3 separate regions of the Mus musculus genome follow, and all the other regions are linked to region 1. A link is a contact called in public Hi-C data. All regions are on one chromosome and are shown on one strand. Each heading gives the region's core, a stretch centred on a gene start, on an enhancer-like site or on the middle of the called end of the contact. The rest is flanking DNA. Distances are from core to core; before and after follow the strand shown.

What was found. Hi-C and Micro-C count contacts between places; a contact is called where the count stands out from the background.
Region 2: a Hi-C map of the N1E-115 cell line shows a contact between it and region 1, with 4 times the contacts expected there. The contact joins two enhancer-like sites. A contact is called at or near these places in 8 of 484 Hi-C or Micro-C datasets (the N1E-115 cell line, adipose-derived mesenchymal stem cells, embryonic stem cells and 4 more) and 1 of 115 datasets of contacts at active chromatin or transcription factors (differentiating embryonic stem cells).
Region 3: a contact with region 1 is called in a Hi-C map of stem cell-derived motor neurons, with 4 times the contacts expected there. The contact joins two enhancer-like sites. A contact is called at or near these places in 4 of 484 Hi-C or Micro-C datasets (the N1E-115 cell line, cortical neurons, myocytes and 1 more), 2 of 115 datasets of contacts at active chromatin or transcription factors (differentiating embryonic stem cells and oligodendrocyte precursor cells) and 2 of 9 other capture datasets (embryonic tail and embryonic trunk).

Annotation. Positions count from the first base shown.
Region 1 is chr12:26,531,108-26,534,918 of GRCm38.p6, forward strand. No RefSeq gene overlaps it. Among named protein-coding and RNA genes, the nearest start is that of Cmpk2, 64 kb to the left of the region's middle. Within about 2 kb of position 2,049, at least 45 of the 459 cell types and tissues checked have an H3K27ac peak or open chromatin away from gene starts, as enhancers often do. A contact at or near this core is called in the N1E-115 cell line, cortical neurons and stem cell-derived motor neurons, where this site is marked.
Region 2 is chr12:27,847,387-27,851,197 of GRCm38.p6, forward strand. No RefSeq gene overlaps it. Among named protein-coding and RNA genes, the nearest start is that of Gm45941, 97 kb to the right of the region's middle. Within about 2 kb of position 2,090, at least 4 of the 459 cell types and tissues checked have an H3K27ac peak or open chromatin away from gene starts, as enhancers often do. A contact at or near this core is called in the N1E-115 cell line, where this site is marked.
Region 3 is chr12:27,564,038-27,567,848 of GRCm38.p6, forward strand. No RefSeq gene overlaps it. Among named protein-coding and RNA genes, the nearest start is that of Gm4166, 32 kb to the right of the region's middle. Within about 2 kb of position 2,189, at least 40 of the 459 cell types and tissues checked have an H3K27ac peak or open chromatin away from gene starts, as enhancers often do. A contact at or near this core is called in cortical neurons and stem cell-derived motor neurons, where this site is marked.

The DNA of each region.
Region 1 (3,811 bases), core at 799-3,298:
GCTAGGAAGAAACCGGTTTATTTGGCTTATGATTCCGTATCCATAGTCCACGTCTACAGGAAGTCTAGGACAGGAACTCAAATAGGCAAGAACCTGCAGGCAGGAGCTAATGCAGAGGCTACAGCAGGGACACTGCTTACTGACTTGCTCCTTATGGATGGCTCAGACTCCGTTCTTATAGAGCCCAGGACCAGCATGCCACGTGCTGCCCCACCCACAATGGGCTGGGTCCTCTCCCATCAATCAGCAACTAAGAAAATGTCCTACAGCTGAATTTTATGGAAGTGCTTTCTCAATTGAGTTTCTCTTTTTTAGATGATTCTAGTTTGTGTCAAGCTGACCTAAAACTAGCCAGGACAAGGGCCTGATCCCTTCAGAAGTCCACAGTTTCTCTCAGAACTTCTTCAGCATCAAAATGGCACAAGGTGGCACATCACAGCCAGTGTGATGCTCTCAATCTCAGAATATAAAGCCCCAAAAACCTAGAGGACAAGACATGGGCAGGCTGCTCCTTTCCATTTGTTCGAGTTTGCTATTCTGTGGCTGTGACAAGCTCCATGACCAAAGGTCGTGGACCAAAGTCCACGATTGAGGAAGCCAAGCTGGAAACTCAAGGCAGGAACTGAGAGGCAGGGGAAGCACTGTTTGCTGGCCCACTCTCCCTCTGCCTAGCTTCCTTTTCTCTGTACCACAGGACCACCTTCCCAGGGTCCGTGTCATTCATAGTGATCTGGGCCCTTCTACATCAATCAATAAAATGCCCCCACAGACTTGCCTTATAGACCATCTGATGGAGTCAGTTCCTCAACTGAGAGCCTTGCAGGGCGTGTGACGGCAGTAAGCAAAGTCAGTCATTGCAGTGGGTGGGGACGAGAAAGACGATGACTTGATGACTTTAATGATCTGGATCTAATGTACTTTAGGTCATATTTCACATTCTTTCACAGAGTTGATGATTTTCAGCTCCTCCCCTCACGATGATTTTATATTAAGTTATTTAAAGTCTGCACCAAACGATGTTTTCTACAAGATGCCGTAGGGCAGTATTTAAAGGCTTCAAGTAACAGACTGGTTAAAATAAGCATTAACCATCCTTTTTGTTTATGTATGAGAAGTCCACTCTGTACTGCAGATGACTCAGAAAGAGGCAGGCCTTGGCTGGATTCCCTATCTGTAGGACGCTTTCTGCCTCCCAATCCGGGATGCATGTGAGTTTGGAAACCAGTGGATTCACTAGGAGTTTTTAAGCCCATGTAATGTGCTCACCTCACCAACATTCATGAGGCGTGAGGAGAAAAGGCTCCAGGAGGGGGTGAAGGGCTGGATTCTGCTTGAAGACAAAAGGGAATACCCAAGGAGAGAGGGGAGGGAAGGTTTCAAGATCATAGGCAGAGTCAGAACCTAGCCAGGCATAGGGCAAGTCACCGTTGGCTGTCACGTCAGCCTCCTTCTGGGTGACTGAAGACTGCAGATGGGAAATGGAAACCGTCCAGGTTATCAGGTGAGTGAGATCTATGTACAGGCAAGACTTTGACCTCACTGCCTAACTCCAAATATGATGATATTTCAGCCATTTTCCCTCAATACTGAGGGTTACAAGAGCTTGGGCTAATGTAATTTATGTTTCAACTAAACACTGAGACTGTAACTGGACAAACATCACACACACACACACACACACACACACACACACACACGCACACACACATTTGTATATACACATATTTATTTGAACTGATTAGTAAATTAAGTATGATTTAAAAGTATATTTAATTTTATTTTCCTTTGACATCCCCCCTTACCCTCCCCCCCCCCAGAGTAGCTGCTGGGGGTAGACCCCCAACATAACGAAAAACATTCCTCAATGTTCTGTGCACACTGCCTTTTATGGGCATGCTCAGGTTTCCAAGGCAAGGTGGCTTTGAATCAGTTGCAGGCCTCCTTTCATGTAGAAAACTGCTTAAAGATGTGATATTAGGGCCCAGGGAGACTGCAGAGAGAAGGGACAGTCATTTGCCAGTACTGTCCACTGGGTGGCACTGTTGCTCCACAGAGTGTCTCCATGGCGGGTCCCCAAGGACCAGGGCCAGGACCTACACAAAGGTAGGGAAGGTGTGTATGGTGAAGGGTTTATTAATGACTTTGCCTCCTCTGCGCAGCACTTTTGCGCATCTCCCCGGCCTCAGATCGTTCCTGGGCTCTCTCTGGACTGAGTGCCTGATTTGTTGTGGCCCAAACTGCTTTAGACAACAGCCAAGAAGGGCAGAGACTTCACGTGTGCACAGGCTGCAGTCCCGACGTCACTTAGAAGATTAAAAATAAATTGAAGCACATGTCACTTCAAAGGGGGCACAAAAAGGACATCGGCATGATTGGGCGCAGTAATGAGAAAGAGCTGTAGGTCCTTAGTTTGAACTGTACAGAAAAAAGGATTTTGAGGCTTATTCCCCACCCCTGTACTCCTTACATGAGAGTTAATATATTTTGATATTTAAGGCGCATTCGACACCATATGTGTGTGTGTGTGTGTGTGTGTGTGTGTGTGTGTATCTCCAATCTCTCTGTTTGGATTTGGACTCTGCCCTCGATCAGGGAGCCACATCAAGGAGCCAGGGAGACAAGAGTGTTCATCGGGGAAAGCCTGGGCCACACTGATGTACAAGCACAGAGCCCCTTGTCTGCAGAACCAACCCTACCGGTCCAGAAGGCTTTGTTGCCTACCTATCTATAATATCCATCCGGCTTGGTCTTTTGTCTCTAGGACCAGTCCCTGCAGCCTGGCCCCTCTCAGCCTGAGGTCCACGTTCACACATCAGGCATGTCTTGACTAATGGCGGCTGAGGCCCAATGACTCTCGTTTTTCATGAGTTGTCAGGAGTCTGAACACAGGGAGAGGGGGAGGGAGGGAGGGAAAAGAGGGAGGAGAAGGGGGAGGCGAGAGAAAAGGAAGGGGAGGTAGGAACGGGGAGACATAAAAAAGAGAGGAGGGAGGAGAGGAGGGGAGGGGAGGGAGGAGGGGAGGAGAGAGAGAGAAAAACAGGAGGGAGAGGAAGGAAGGAGAGGAGAAAGGGTTAGAGGTGAGATGAAACCTGAGTGGGGGTGGGGAGAGTGATAGAGGAGAGAGAGGAGGGGGAGGAGAGAGTGAGAAGGAGAGAAGAGAGAACACAGAGAGGGAGGTGGTGAGGAGAGAGAGACTGAGAGAGAGAGGTACTCAGAGGGAGAGGAGCATGGGCAGATGTCCTCATGAAAAATTTACAAGGAATAATCAGAGGTCCGTTCATTCCCTTTGGCGGGGAGGCCCCTAGGCTGTTTGCCCGGGCCACTGGGAGAAGGTGGGAAGAGCCCCCTCATTCTGCAGCAATCTGGCTCCGGTAGGGAAATGCCCCCATGCTTGGTGCACTTGGCCAATCCTCCCGAGACTGGCTTGTAAATGCAGTTCAGGCAAAATTGATGAAGTGTCAGTCATCTGAGGCTGGCAGTTTAGAGAGGTCACAGCTGCAAGGGGCTGCAGGGTCTCACAGAGATGGGACTGAGAAGAGTTAAAGGGAGAGCACACCCAGCAAGCAGGAAGCATTTATCTTCTCCTGACGGGCATTCTTCAAACATTTCTGTGCAGCTCTGACCTCCACCAGCTCTGGCCAGCCAGTGTGAGACTTCTGACTCCAGTTGTGCACTCTTACATTTTCCCTCGAAGGAGTCCAGACCCATCTCCTCACAGCCCCGGGACCCTCTGCTTAGGAAGGAAAGGGGGGACACTGCTGCTCCTAATTGAAACAAGCAGGCAGATCCTGATCAGTAATGGGGATTTCCC
Region 2 (3,811 bases), core at 840-3,339, 1.3 Mb after region 1:
GGTCAAAGCTCAATTTTACTATTCCGACACTCAGTTATGAAGGAGGGGGAGGGGCCCGCCAAATAATCTTGGAGTAAGGTTGCAGGTGAATATGTGATGGCTCCAGACCAGCTAGGAGGCAGGCAGTGGGAGTGGCAGGACGATGGGGCGGCAAGCTCCGCCCTGATGCTCTCTGATACTGAAACCTGAGCAAACAGGTTTCAGGCTGGGGAGGGGAGGTTACAGTCAGCAGTTAACCCTGGGAGTTTATATGGGAGACTTCCTGAAAGTAGCTGACAATGTCAATTGTGTATTTAATTTCGTAATTATTGGAGGAAACTTGTTTGCATATAACATACGACCTTATAGTGCCATCAGCCAATCACGACAGTGTCCTATAAGGACTGACCCCATACTCGCAACGTTTCCAACGAAACCTTAATTTTTATTTTGTATTTTTTACTTTGGGCATCCAAAACTGTATAATGAAAAATGTATTTTATCTTATGTGCATGTGTCTTTGTGTGAGTATGGCGGAGGTCATCAGATCCCCAGGAGCTGGGGTTGCTGATAGTTGTGAGGTCTTTACAGGAATGCTGGCAACCAAACTTCTGTCCTTTGCAAGAGCAACAAGTGCTCTTTCTCACCTGCCCAGCCCCTAAATTCCCCAAGCTTCAATAGTTTCATGTGGGAATTAACTGTCCACAGCATTTGACTGTGCAGATAAAGTAAAAGTTCAGTCCACCGGCTTTATATAAATTAAATTTCTAAATTCTGGTCTCAGCTGAGTTTGCTTTTGAAGAAGCCTTAAGTTCTCAGGTCTTATTCCCTAGCAGTGGACTACAAAGCTCCTTCGTGTAAGCCAGTTGCCGTGTTGACTGCCTTGTGTCTTTCTGGCTGGGGTCTGCCGGCCCCACACAAGGAATGGAGAGCAGGTCTTAAGCTCAGGAGGCACCTGAAAGTCAGGGGTCAGAGGTCAGGGGTCAGGGGTCAGAGACCTCGCTCTCAGTTTGTTCTACCCTAACTGCCACAAATTCACCTTCCACAGATTGCAAAAGCAACATCTTAAGACAGGTTAGTAGGGAGATCATTTCCCAGACGCTGGTAAAAGATTAAAGCAACTAGTTCATACAAGGCTGTGAGAGCATTCTTCCCTGGGCCAGTCATGAGTTATCCTGACCTCATCAGGGTCAGCATAGGTTGGCTCTGTAGGTTGAAAAGCGGGTCATTATCACTGATACTGATGTACTGCTTCTTATAGCTGTGCACTGTGAGCCAATACTCACATCAGGCTATATAGACACAACCACCTAATAATCTCAAGGCCATGTCTGATTTTCTCCTCAACCTTATCGGCCCCTAAAACCTTATACCAAGAAGCTAAGGAGAAACAACACCACTCCGGAGCCCCATCTCCTCACCCTACACCCCTGCAGCACATGTCCCTGAGAGTCTTCACTGATTTGAAATTCCCTCCTGTCATCCTGAGGGCAGAGCATCATTTGAACAACCCCAGGCATCCTGCTGGCTTAGAGCACCCTTCCTCTTCTGGCTCTTCTCAGCACCATTATCACAGGCCACACGAGGTGATGCTTGTTCATGCATATAGCTCACAATGGTCAGAGTCCTTCTGGCTTCTGGAGGTTCCATATAGTCTTCTGTATAGGGCAGTGCAGCTGCCTCACCATAGAAGGAGATATTATCCTTGAAACTCAAGGCTGAGCCAGTTTGAGGCTGATGGCTGTCACACTTTTTTAAAATCACACAGAAGGCTCCCTGGTGCTCAGTCTGGTAGGCAGTCATATTGGAGAGACATCACCATTCCACAGTGGCAGATCCAGGATATACTTAGTTTTAATTGTTTCTCTTGTTGTGACCTTGTGTCCTGTGAAGGATGAAGAAGACACGCATGGATGCATGGGCCTGAGATTTCCTAGACAGCCAGTCTGCCAGAGGTCATGTACCCTCAGCAGGCTCCGGAGATCCCCTGCTGGTGACTGGCACCATCTTGGCTGAAGCTAGCTGATCCCAGGAGGCCACACTTCCTCAGCTGACTCTGTGGGAGGACAGGAGGACTGAGGACAGAGGACGAAGGATAGTGTAGATCCTAGGCAGCAGGAATTGTTTCAGAAAAGGAGTTTGGTGGCCTAAATTAATGTCTGTGAGTGTGTTCTCTGAAAGTCAAAGGCAGGAAAGAGAGTAGGATTCAGGTATGGCCAGGATCAGGAGTGTGATAAGGGTCACTGGGAGGAAAGCAAAGCTGTTGTGGGCATCTACAAGGGCAAGCAACCCCACCCTACCCCCAGTTTACCACCTCTCTTCTTCAGCACTCGATCTGGCTGGTTCTGTGCATCTGGGCTTGTCTTGTGCTTTGAAGGACGAGAAGCAACATCGAGGCCTCCACCCACCAGGTGGCAGCAGCAAGCACTAATGTAGGTGACCAGACAGAAATAACACCAGTAACAACTGCCATTCTAGATGAGATGAGATGGCTTAGAGCATAGTAGCAAGATTGGCCTTTGTCAGAACCATGGCTTTAGAAATCAGATTTCTTTCTTCCACTTACACATTCCATTAGCCATCCTTTCTGAATTTTTAAATTAACAGTGGGTAGAAGCTGTAATACTAAGACAAGTCCAATCAGGGAAGGGCAGGGCATCTTGGTGCAACAGATTCAGACCTAAGCTCATAGCTATGGTAGAGCGGGCCCATACGGAGGCCGAGTGATGATCTTAAGAGATAAAGGAGTCAAGGCTCTGTCCTCAAGCTGGATCTCTCATCTGATCTCTGGATCAGAGAGGCCAGGTAAGTGGTAGAGCCATGGTTGTCTCCCATGCTAGAACTTCTGCCAGTCCAGTGGTGATTCTTTAGCAATGGTGCTCTTACACCTTCACCACCATCCAGCAAATACTGGAATCATTTTTCTTATTTAGATTCTGATGTTAGAAGGAGGCTTCTCTAGGAGAGTAAAGAACGCTGTATCCTGGTTGCTGTCCCCAGAGCATCCACTGCTTCAACCTTGTGTATCTTGGGAGGGACTGTAAGCCCCTGCTGGGAAGCAGTGCAATAAGTGGTATACCACATAGCTAAGAGTGGGACATAGTGTGACTTCAACACAGGCCATTTCATCTGCAGCCCTGTCCTGGGTGGAAAGCTAGAAGATCCTACAACATCTGCTGTGTTAGCTCCACCTGACCTAGCCTTCCTGTCTTCACCCGAGTGCTTCCTCTCACTTGTGCACCAAAAGACACATCTCTTCATAATACACAGAGTTGACATATATCCATGATGTGCCATTAAAGGGTTCTACAAGTACCTTGGATACAAGTCAGATCAACACAGTTCAACTCCTCACTTTACTGCATAGTTATCCCTTACTGTTCAGTTGCAAACAGGGCCTGCATCTTGTACAAATGAAAACTGTGTGGCTTGTTGTATCTATGATATTTTCTGTCATCTCTTCTGCTCATGGGTAATTGTAAACACCTGTGGTCCCCCATGAAGATGTACAACCTTTAAGAGCATGACCCTTTAAATCCACTTCAGCCTCAACCTCCACATCCTGACATTATTGATGATGAAAACACAGACTGATCCACAAATTGAGGCTCTGTCTTTTATATTAAGACACTGCTCTGGTGCAGTTGATCCCTATATTTCCAATAATCTCACTGCCCAACAATGTAGTACTTTGGATAGCCAGTATTATTTTTGTAAAGAACCTTATGAGTTGTTCTTGTTCTTGAAGGCCTATGGTTCATTTTCCTATGTTGTTACTAGCTCTTTAGAAACTAGACAAGATTTTATTTCTAGAGTGTAGAGTGTGGCCATA
Region 3 (3,811 bases), core at 939-3,438, 1.0 Mb after region 1:
ATCTCCACAGAGGGAATTCATCTCACCACATGCTGCTTTTTCCACAGTCACTTGTATTTAAATCAGAGTCACAGCCCCTTTCTTCAGTTCTTTTCTTCCCTGCCCCCCTCTGCAGGCCTGGTATATTTTTCTAAGCATTCGCAATGTTAATTGGAGTTACATGTGTGTGCTCAGAGCCGATGGAGGTTCCAGATGTGACTTTTGTAGGCAAGGCTTTGTGGACAGACCCCCACCCCCACCTACCCCATCGTATTTCAAATGCTATTTTTCTGCAAAAGATATCTTCAATTAGGGGGATTCCAAAGGACTCAGGCATTTTTAGGATCAAACATGACATGAAATATAAAATTACATCCGTGTTCACTATTAGATTATCTGAGTTTGGTTCTTAATTTTCCCTTACTTTTTGCTTTATACATTCAGAGGAGTCTAAGTATGCAATTTCAGAGAACAAATCTCTGCTCCTCAATTTAAAACCATCCTGCTCTGTCTGGCTTCATTGTAAATTGATAACAGTGCCTGGAATCATGGAAGGATGAAAATATGTTCAAAATTGTACAACCTGCCTGATGTTAATTTTATTTGTGTCTGTATCTAATTGTGTGTGTGTATGTTGTTTGTATATATATGTGCATATATGTGTGTGTGTGTGTGTGTGTGTGTGTGTGTTTGTATGTATGCATGTGCTTGTTCCAGACCCTAGCTGGGGAAGGAAACACAAATTAGACAGGAGAAAGCTCTGTGGAAGGAATGCTGGTGCAATTAAACCTCATTTGCTACAGGTCCATGTAAAAGCACAGTTGTTTTTCTGTGGTCACAGGGCCAAGGCTGCTTTTATTTGTCAAGAATTCTCACATTTCTTAAACCAATGGATCTTGAGTTTCTTTCCTGGAATTTCACAAAGCCCTGTTCTCGGTAACAAAGGGCACCCTTGGATTTTCAGGACATGCATCTCTATGTCACATGACTCAAAAACAGATTTCAAATTCATCAGGCTTGTTGGAAAATAGAATAAATAATATCACAGAACAAATCATGTCATACTTGCAAATCCAATGAGGTGCCAACAGGGGAGACGTTCATTTCGTTCAGTCAGGGAGGATGGGAGAGAATCACTCAGTCACCATACGCCCTTTCCACACTGTAAGCTCAGTTCTTAGCCATTTGTGGGCTCATCATAGCTGTGAGCCTGGTTCGACTTCACTGGCAAAGGCAGATGCCAAAACAAGTCATTTCCATGATTATTTTGGTTCAAGATTAAATCCTTTTGCAGGGAACACATTTATTTTATTTTTGGCCTTGGTCTCTATTCACCATATACATCAGAATAAAATGTCTATAGTGCATATTTATGAATACCAGGATTCTTACAAATACCACCCACATGATAATCTGATGTATTCTTATCCTGTTTGACTCCTTGTTGTTGTTGTTGTTGTTTTTGACCTTCCTTTTTATTTTTATTTGGGAATGCACAGCAAGCAACATGCAGATTACAAGTAACATGTAAGTAATGTCACATATTTTAAAGAAAAGACGTAAATTTTGCTCCTCCAACATTTTGATAAGAAAATATCTAGCTAGAAAAAATATCCAGTCTAAAATTCAAAAATGAAATGAACTGTGTGATGGTATATTGTATTTCATGGGCTTGTTTTGATCCATTAATCAGCCTCAGACCAGAAATTCTTCATGTCCATATTTCAATGCCAGTATTGGGTGAGTTGTGAAATTCCAGGCTGCAATGCTGAGTATGGTGCCTATTTCATTCTTATTAACTGAAATACTTTAAAAACCAAAGTGGTTAGACGTAATAATTTTATTAGTCGGTAATAGTTATTTTATTAACATTTTTCTCCAAGGAGTTCTCACCCCTGCCTGATGATGAGGGTTCTGCGATTTCAGACAGTATGATGGATGCTACTTTTCTATGACAAGAATTTTAACAGCCCTTCTTCAGCACTCAATGCACACCCAATTATGCATCTGAGCTGGTAACCTTGAATTTATGTTGCCATGGTGACAAACTGGTCATGCATTATGGATTATCATTGAAATTCTACACCCCTACCTAGCATAATGGGAGTTGGGGACTTAATCAAATCAGCCATTCTATGCGGCACACACTGAAGAACTACTCTTATTGTTCGGGGGCCAGGCAAGGAAGCAGGCCTGATGGGATGGCAGCTGCAGCACGGCAGCCTGATAGATGGCCCTTCTATACATCTGTGAACGTATAGACACATGGTGTTCAGTGCCTGCCATTTCCAGCTTAGGCAGCAGCTGGTCGGATAACCTCTGCTGTCTCACCTTGTTGTCACGGAGTGCTGAACAGAGACTGAGGCTGTGTGCAGGGATGTTGACACTGAATTTATATTGCATGGTAGAGAGGGGAGGATGGATGCAGACTTGGGGTAGGAGGGATGGCGCGGGGCTGGGAGGGGCAGGTGTTTGGATGGGCCAGGCTAAGGGTGGCCAGAGCCTGGGACTGAGCTAACGTCGGTTTCATTATACAAGAAAACAGACACATCAGTGGGGTGGGTTTTGCTTTGGACAAGCATGTTTGCTGCTTTTGCAGAGCTCAGAAATTCCAGACAGACCTGCCCTTCCTACATGGGCTAAGCATCTTCTGGTCCTGTAGGTAAGCATTATCATAGTCAGCTCTCTGCTTGTTACAAACAAATGAACAAACGACCTAACAACTTAAGGTCAAAGAAGCAAGTTCCTAACAGAGCAGTATGCAGCCTTTCTTCCAGGGATAAAGTAAGTGTGGACTAGTGACACACAGGCGCTTCCAGGGTTTTTATTTGTTTGTTTGATTTACTCTTTTTGGGGGAGGGGTCATGAATGGACTTACTAAATGATATTTCTACTATCAGTTGTCAAATGTATGCAGTGATTCAAATCGGCAGAGATTTTGAGCAGAATTTCAAGCTCTAGAAATCCCAGGATCTGTGTGAATGCTTGTCAATCAAAGATTGAACAATTCTAATTATGCTGTTCTTGTACCTGCCCCTTCCTCCTCAAGTCCATCTCATGTTTATCATCAAGGCCACTCAACACCTCTGGAAGCCCAGTCCCTGCATAAGCAAGTGTTCTAACTGTTTCTTTCCTGGGACATTTTCTATGCTCTTGATTATATCATCTTTTGTTTTTTTTCCTATTTATTTCCCACAACTTTTCAACCTTAACCCTGAAAATCAAACATTTGGTTCAGAAGGCTTCTTCATTTGTGCAGGCAGAGAGGCCTTTCATCAATATTTCATGAGACTTTGGATGTCTTTCCTAGTGCAGTGGGCCTTGCTCATTGCAGAATAAGCAAAATGTCTTCCGAGGAAATGTGTCTTGACCCAACAGATGAGAACAGCTCGGGAGAAACCAGTGCTCCTTTCAAGGTCATGCCTAGCTGACTAGGGAGCATCCCAGTGACGTCTTCAGACAGGAAAAAAAAATGATAAGAGCCAACCAGGTTTGTGGCCAGGAAGGAGCTGGCTCTTTAAGAGTCTTCAAATCAGGTCAATATTATACAGCTCCCAGGGACCCATGATTGACAGGGTTAGATGCATAGGAAAAAAATGTGCAAATTGAAGGATACATAAAATTTTTCTTTCTTTACTGTTCTCACAGGCTATCTCCACATCCACATGCAATAGAGATATTATTTTAGGATATAAAATGTTATTAAATGATACATTAAAAATAAAGTACATGCCATGAAATTGAGTATGTGAATGGGAAAGGCAGGTGGGAAGTATGCGGCTGTTAGGTGCCTTTGAGGGATCCTGCTTGTATCTTGCGGGTGCAGGGATGC